2 separate regions of the Mus musculus genome follow, and region 2 is linked to region 1. The links are chromatin contacts, called in public Micro-C maps. All regions are on one chromosome and are shown on one strand. Each heading gives the region's core, a stretch centred on a gene start, on an enhancer-like site or on the middle of the called end of the contact. The rest is flanking DNA. Distances are from core to core; before and after follow the strand shown. Region 1 has its middle 69 kb from the start of Ext1. Region 2 overlaps Samd12 (sterile alpha motif domain containing 12).

Region 1 (2,794 bases), core at 151-2,650:
AGGGAAAAGGAATGAAGTCCTGAGGACCAGCAGAAAGAATGGAAACTGGCAACCTCCAGAGGTAGGGGGTGGAGGGGACCCTCCAGAATGCACCGGAGACCTGGGAGGAAATTCCCAACAGTAGGGAGAGGGAATTTACAGAGCACACCTCCAGCAGGAAGAAAGGGCATCCCATAGTCACAACTCTGACTCACAATTGTTCCTGTCTGAAGGAATTACAGGGATGGAAATGTAGAGGAACCTGAGGAAAAGAAGGTCCAAAGTGGGAACCAGTTCAAGGGGAGGTCCCAAGGCTATGGAGCGCTCACAAAAAGGGACCTAGAATGACCTCACTCCAGAAGACCCAACAAGCAGCTGAAAGTGCCAGACACAGATATTTGCACCCAGCCGATGGACAGAAGCAGCTGACCCCTGTTGTTGATTTAGGGAAAGGCAGAAAGAAGCTGAGGAGAAGGGTGACCCTGTAGGAGGATCAGCAGTCTCAATTAATCTGGATCTCTGAGATCTCTTAAACACTGGACTACCAACCAGGCTGCACACACCATTTGCTATGAGGCCCTCAATACACATACAGCAGAGGACTGCTGGTTCTATGTTCATTCAGAGATGATGCACCTAACCCTCAAGGGACTAGCGGCTCCAGGGAGATTGGAGGTCAGGTGGGGTGGGGGGTGGGGACATCCATGTGGAGATGGGGGGTTTGGAGGAGGTATGGGATGTGAACTAGTCAGAGGGTGGATGGTGGGGGGGAATAAAATCTGGAGTGTAAAAAAATTAATTAATTTATTAAAAAATTAAAACTTCATTGTATCTGTGTTTGAACGTACTTTAGGAAGCTTCTATGGTAGTAGGTTCAATATGGCCTCTTCATTGGTCTTCAGTACCTTCCTCATACTAAGTTCTCTGCCCTCTCATCCCCAATCGCATTTAACCCTTCCCTTTCCATTAATTTCTCCGTTCTCCCTCACACCATCTGTGTTTCACCCTCCTTCTCTTAAAACCTCCACAGCCCCTTCCCAGTTTCCTTGCTTCTATGAGTATTCCAATTTCAACACCCACATCCAAAGATTCAAAGCTAGAATGCACATAGAAGAGAGGACATGTGGCCTTCATCTTTCTGGGTTTCAGTTATCTCACTCAGAATGGTGGTTTCTTGCTCTACCATTTACCTAAGAACTTTAACTTTTCCTTTTTTCTTTATAGCAAAATGATACTTTATTTTGTAAATATACCATGGTGTCATTATCAATTGACCAACATCTATGTAGTTTTCATTTTCTGCCTATTGTGGGCATGGATATGTTAAAATGGATAAGCAAGTGTCTCTGTAGTAGGATAGAGAGTCCTTTGTAACGATGACAAGAGGTGGCAGAGCTGGATCATGTGGAACATTCATTTCTAGTTGTTTTTGAGGAAGCTCCAGACTGGTTTCATACTGACTACTGAGTTTCACTTCCACTAACAATGAATGAGTATTTTCCTTTGCCCATATAAATGCTAGAATTTGTTGTCAACGATTATAGCTGTTGTTACTGTAGTTCTTAGCCACTATGACTGGGCTAAGATGGAATCTCAGAGTAGTTCTAATTTGTATAGTGGGGAGTGAAATCTAGAAGGGTGAGGCCTACTGCACAGTCATCTTCCAGGTCCCGGTTGGAATCACATTTACCGATACCTTATTAGTCAAACTCAAAGTCAAGAGAAAAACAAATATATTCTTCTTTTATGAAAACTTGTGCACAGACTCACTACAAAGAGTGTAGCTATAGAAAGAAGTCAATCCTTGAAACCATCTCCAGGGAGATTTGGAAAGAAATAGCAATTATCCTGTTAACTCCCCGTAATGGCTTAGCCTAGAATTATCAGTGGCTCTGAGAATAAGCTTGCTTGCATGACTCGAGGAAGCTGGGTTTCTTTAGTTGGCTGTAGACCTCAACTTGTTCCTTATTACTGCTTTCCAAGAGTGTTGACCATACACCAAACCATAGGTTACGAATTCCTCTAGGCAAGAGTAGTATCTCCACTCTTCCCTTTCCTCCCTATATTCCCAAAGGAAAAATGCCTCAGTTTCATGTGTGTGTGTGTGTGTGTGTGTGTGTGTGTGTGTGTGTATTTGTATGAATATGTTTGGTGTGCACATGTATGTGGGGGGTGCATGTACCCACTTGTGCTCATGTGGTGGATATCAGGTGTGTTCCTCTACCACTGTATGTTATTTTTTGAGACAAGATTTTTCCTTAAGCCTGGGGCTTGTTATTTCGATTAGACTGGGTGCCCAGGAAGTTCCTAGGATCCACCTGTCTCTGTCTCTTCCTGGCTGGAGTTATAGACATATACATCAGCTCTTCCTCTGGCACAGTAAGAACTTTACCCAGTAAGCCATCTCCCAACCCCTCCCTTCCTATATTTTTTAACGGGAACTAATGGTTTCATAAGCTATCCAGTTGTCTAATTTAGAAACTTGAACTTTACTCTTGGTTCCTATGCTTCCGTCATCCTCTCATCCAATTTGTTTTAAATCTCTTTAATCTACATTCAAAATGTCTTTCTCTCTCATTTTCTCGATTGCCTTTTCCACTGAGGTCTTCCTTGACTTTTATCAGGATTGTTGCTGGCATCCTACCTGGCCTCTGTGCCTCTGTTGTTCACATCTCTAGAGCATCTCCTACACTCAAGCCATTCTCTTTAGAAAAAAAAACAAAACAAAACAAAAAAAAAACCAAGTTACATTTTGCTTAAGCAAAAGTCAAAGGCTATCCATAATAGAGAAGGGGCATTTCTAATCATTATCATC
Region 2 (2,794 bases), core at 156-2,655, 140 kb after region 1:
CACATCTCATCAGTAATATCTATTTGATAAATAAGTTAATAAAATATAAATATAAACAATAAAGAACCAACACTATTTTCTGCCATCAATAGCCTTCTTTTTTTTTATTTCCAATTTTTTATTAGGTATTTTCTTCATTTACATTTCAAATGCTATCCCAAAATTCCCCTATACACTTTCCCCATCCCTGATCCCCTACCCACCCACTCCCACTTCTTGGCCCTGGCGTTCCCCTGTACTGGGGCATATAAAGTTTGTAAGACCAAGGGGCCTCTCTTCCCAATGATGGCCAACTAGGCCATCTTCTGCTACATATGCAGCTAGAGACACAAGCTCTGGGGGTACTGGTTAGTTCATATTGTTGTTCCACCTATAGGGTTGCAGACCCCTTCAGCTCTTTGGGTACTTTCTCTAGCTTCTCCATTGGGGGCCTTGTGTTCCATCCAATAGCTGACTCTGAGCATCCACTTTTGTGTTTGTCAGGCACTGGCATAGCCTCACAAGCGGCAGCTATATCAGGGTCCTTTCAGCAAAATCTTGCTGGCATATGCAGTAGTGTCTGCATTTGGTGGCTGATTATGGGATGGATCCCTGGGTGGGGCAGTCTCTAGATGGTCCATCCTTTCGTCTCAGCTCCAAACTTTGTCTCTGTAACTCCTTCCATGGGTGTTTTGTTCCCAGTTCTAAGAAGGGGCGAACTGTTCACACTTTGGTCTTCGTTCTTCTGGAGTTTCATTTCTTACCTCACTGCCATCTCTTAATAAAAACCCACCAACATGATGGACCATTGGGAAGTACTCCTGCTTCTGAAAATGTGGTATAGAAGAAGTGGATGCAGGCTTTGGAAATAATAGGATTCATTTTCAACACCAGACCTACCTAAAGTGTCTGGGACACTGTGTATCAGAATGGTCCATCGCTACTACATGGTGGACATATAGAAACTGCTACTTAAAATTCATGTAAAACCTGGGCCCTCCAAGACCATTGTTTCCTTCTCAAGCAGAGGCCCATCACAGCAGGGTCATATATTAGGAAGCTGTATCACTTCCTTCTCTGTGAGACAAAGTCAGGGGAGGCATTTCTTTGGTTTTGTTGGGGCCTGTCGCTTTCTGCATATGGCTTGTTTCCTGTTTCTTAGCAATTCCCCTTTTGTTCTTCTTCTGAAACTTGTCCAACCTTATTTTTTTTCCCAGCATTTTAAAAAGAACTAATAAAGGCTAAGTACGACTACCACTCCCCGAGTCTATTGGGATGAAAATATTTTCTTCTCTTATCCCTAAGGCAGTGTGTCATAAGCTGGCAGGGTACCCCTCATTCACGATAATTGGGAATCCTGGTTGGTGGGACCTGGAAGCCCTGAGCACTGAGAGGGACTGGGTCACAGAAACAGGAAGCAAGAACATCTCCAGCTTTGTGTTTCTCGGTTGACACCCATTCACCAGCACAACCAGGCAGATTCTGTTCTGAATAGGCTGAGCTTTAGAAAAGCCAGGCTAACGATACAAAAATGAACTTCAGTGTAACAGTGACTATATTGTAAACCATGATTTAGGCAGAAAAGTATAAGGAGGTATGTGCTCAGTATACAATACATACATGTATAAAAAACTTAAAACATTAAATTTAAAAGATAGGCTAAACTAAACATTTTTTATTTAGTTTAAAATACATGTAGGTTTTATTTTAGTAAATTTTTAGTTTGCAATCTTCAGTAAAATATCACTTGTTATTCTCATGTGGTATTTTAAAAATTTTCACGTGCTATTCTTTAGATTACATTTTTAAAAATCCTGTATTATTTAAAATTAAAAAATAAAAAATTAGCCAGGCAGAGGTGGTGCATGCCTTTAATCCCAGCACTTGGGAGGCAGAGGCAGGTGAATTTCTGAGTTTGAGGCCAGCCTGGTCTACAAAATTGAGTTCCAGGACAGCCAGGACTACACAGAGAAACCCTGTCTTGAAAAACCAAAAAACAAAAAGTAAATTTTTTGTGTGTTCTTTTTAATTTAAGATTTATTTATTTAATATATATGGGTACACTGTAGCTGTCTTCAGACACACCAGAAGAGAACATTGGATCCCATTATAGATGGTGGTGGGCCCCCATGTGGTTGCTGGGAATTGAATTCAGGACCTCTGGAAGAGCAGTCAGTGCTCTTAACCACTGAGCCATCTCTCCAGACCCCCGTTATTTTGTGTTCTTAAAAAACAAAGCAAAACAAAACAAAACAAAACAAAACAAAACAAAACAAAACAAAACAAAACAAAACAAAACGAAACAGGAAAAAGATATGTTTTCCTGTCATGGGAATTCATCTGAAATCAGAAATCTTAGTTCATCAAGGTGAAAACAAGTAGGAATCGCCCAATGCACACACACACACACACAGACACACACACACACACACACACACACACAGAGACACACACAGACAGACAGACACACAGACACACAGACACACACACACCGTGTCTTACCCCTGCAAATCTCCCTGAAGACCTTATAATCTGGATGACCCAACACATGTTTCATCAGCTGTAAAACTGAGTTGGATAAAAAAACAAGCAAACAGTCAAAAAACAAAACAACAAAACATGTGCAAGACACTCTGTGCCTGAAATACGCTGTGTTTCTGTGTATGCTAGTTCGTGTGTGTGTGTGTGTGTGTGTGTGTGTGTGTGTGGCATATAAGCGTAGTGTTGTGTAACAACAATTAAAGAGAGGCCAGGCATTTCAGAGAGAACAAAAGAGGTTGGGTATTCTGAAAATTAATTTTAAATATTAAAAAGC

Evidence for each region. Hi-C and Micro-C count contacts between places; a contact is called where the count stands out from the background.
Region 2: a contact with region 1 is called in a Micro-C map of macrophages, with 3 times the contacts expected there. The contact joins two enhancer-like sites. A contact is called at or near these places in 1 of 15 datasets of contacts at CTCF or cohesin (the NIH/3T3 cell line), 6 of 484 Hi-C or Micro-C datasets (B cells, conventional type 1 dendritic cells, liver and 3 more) and 1 of 115 datasets of contacts at active chromatin or transcription factors (neural progenitor cells).

The regions. Positions count from the first base shown.
Region 1 is chr15:53,413,576-53,416,369 of GRCm38.p6, forward strand. It overlaps a transcript of Samd12 not described here. Among named protein-coding and RNA genes, the nearest start is that of Ext1, 69 kb to the left of the region's middle. Within about 2 kb of position 1,401, at least 34 of the 459 cell types and tissues checked have an H3K27ac peak or open chromatin away from gene starts, as enhancers often do. A contact at or near this core is called in conventional type 1 dendritic cells, macrophages and peritoneal macrophages, where this site is marked.
Region 2 is chr15:53,555,231-53,558,024 of GRCm38.p6, forward strand. All of the region lies in intron 4 of Samd12 (sterile alpha motif domain containing 12), which reads right to left. Among named protein-coding and RNA genes, the nearest start is that of Gm23200, 57 kb to the right of the region's middle. Within about 2 kb of position 1,406, at least 41 of the 459 cell types and tissues checked have an H3K27ac peak or open chromatin away from gene starts, as enhancers often do. A contact at or near this core is called in conventional type 1 dendritic cells, macrophages and peritoneal macrophages, where this site is marked.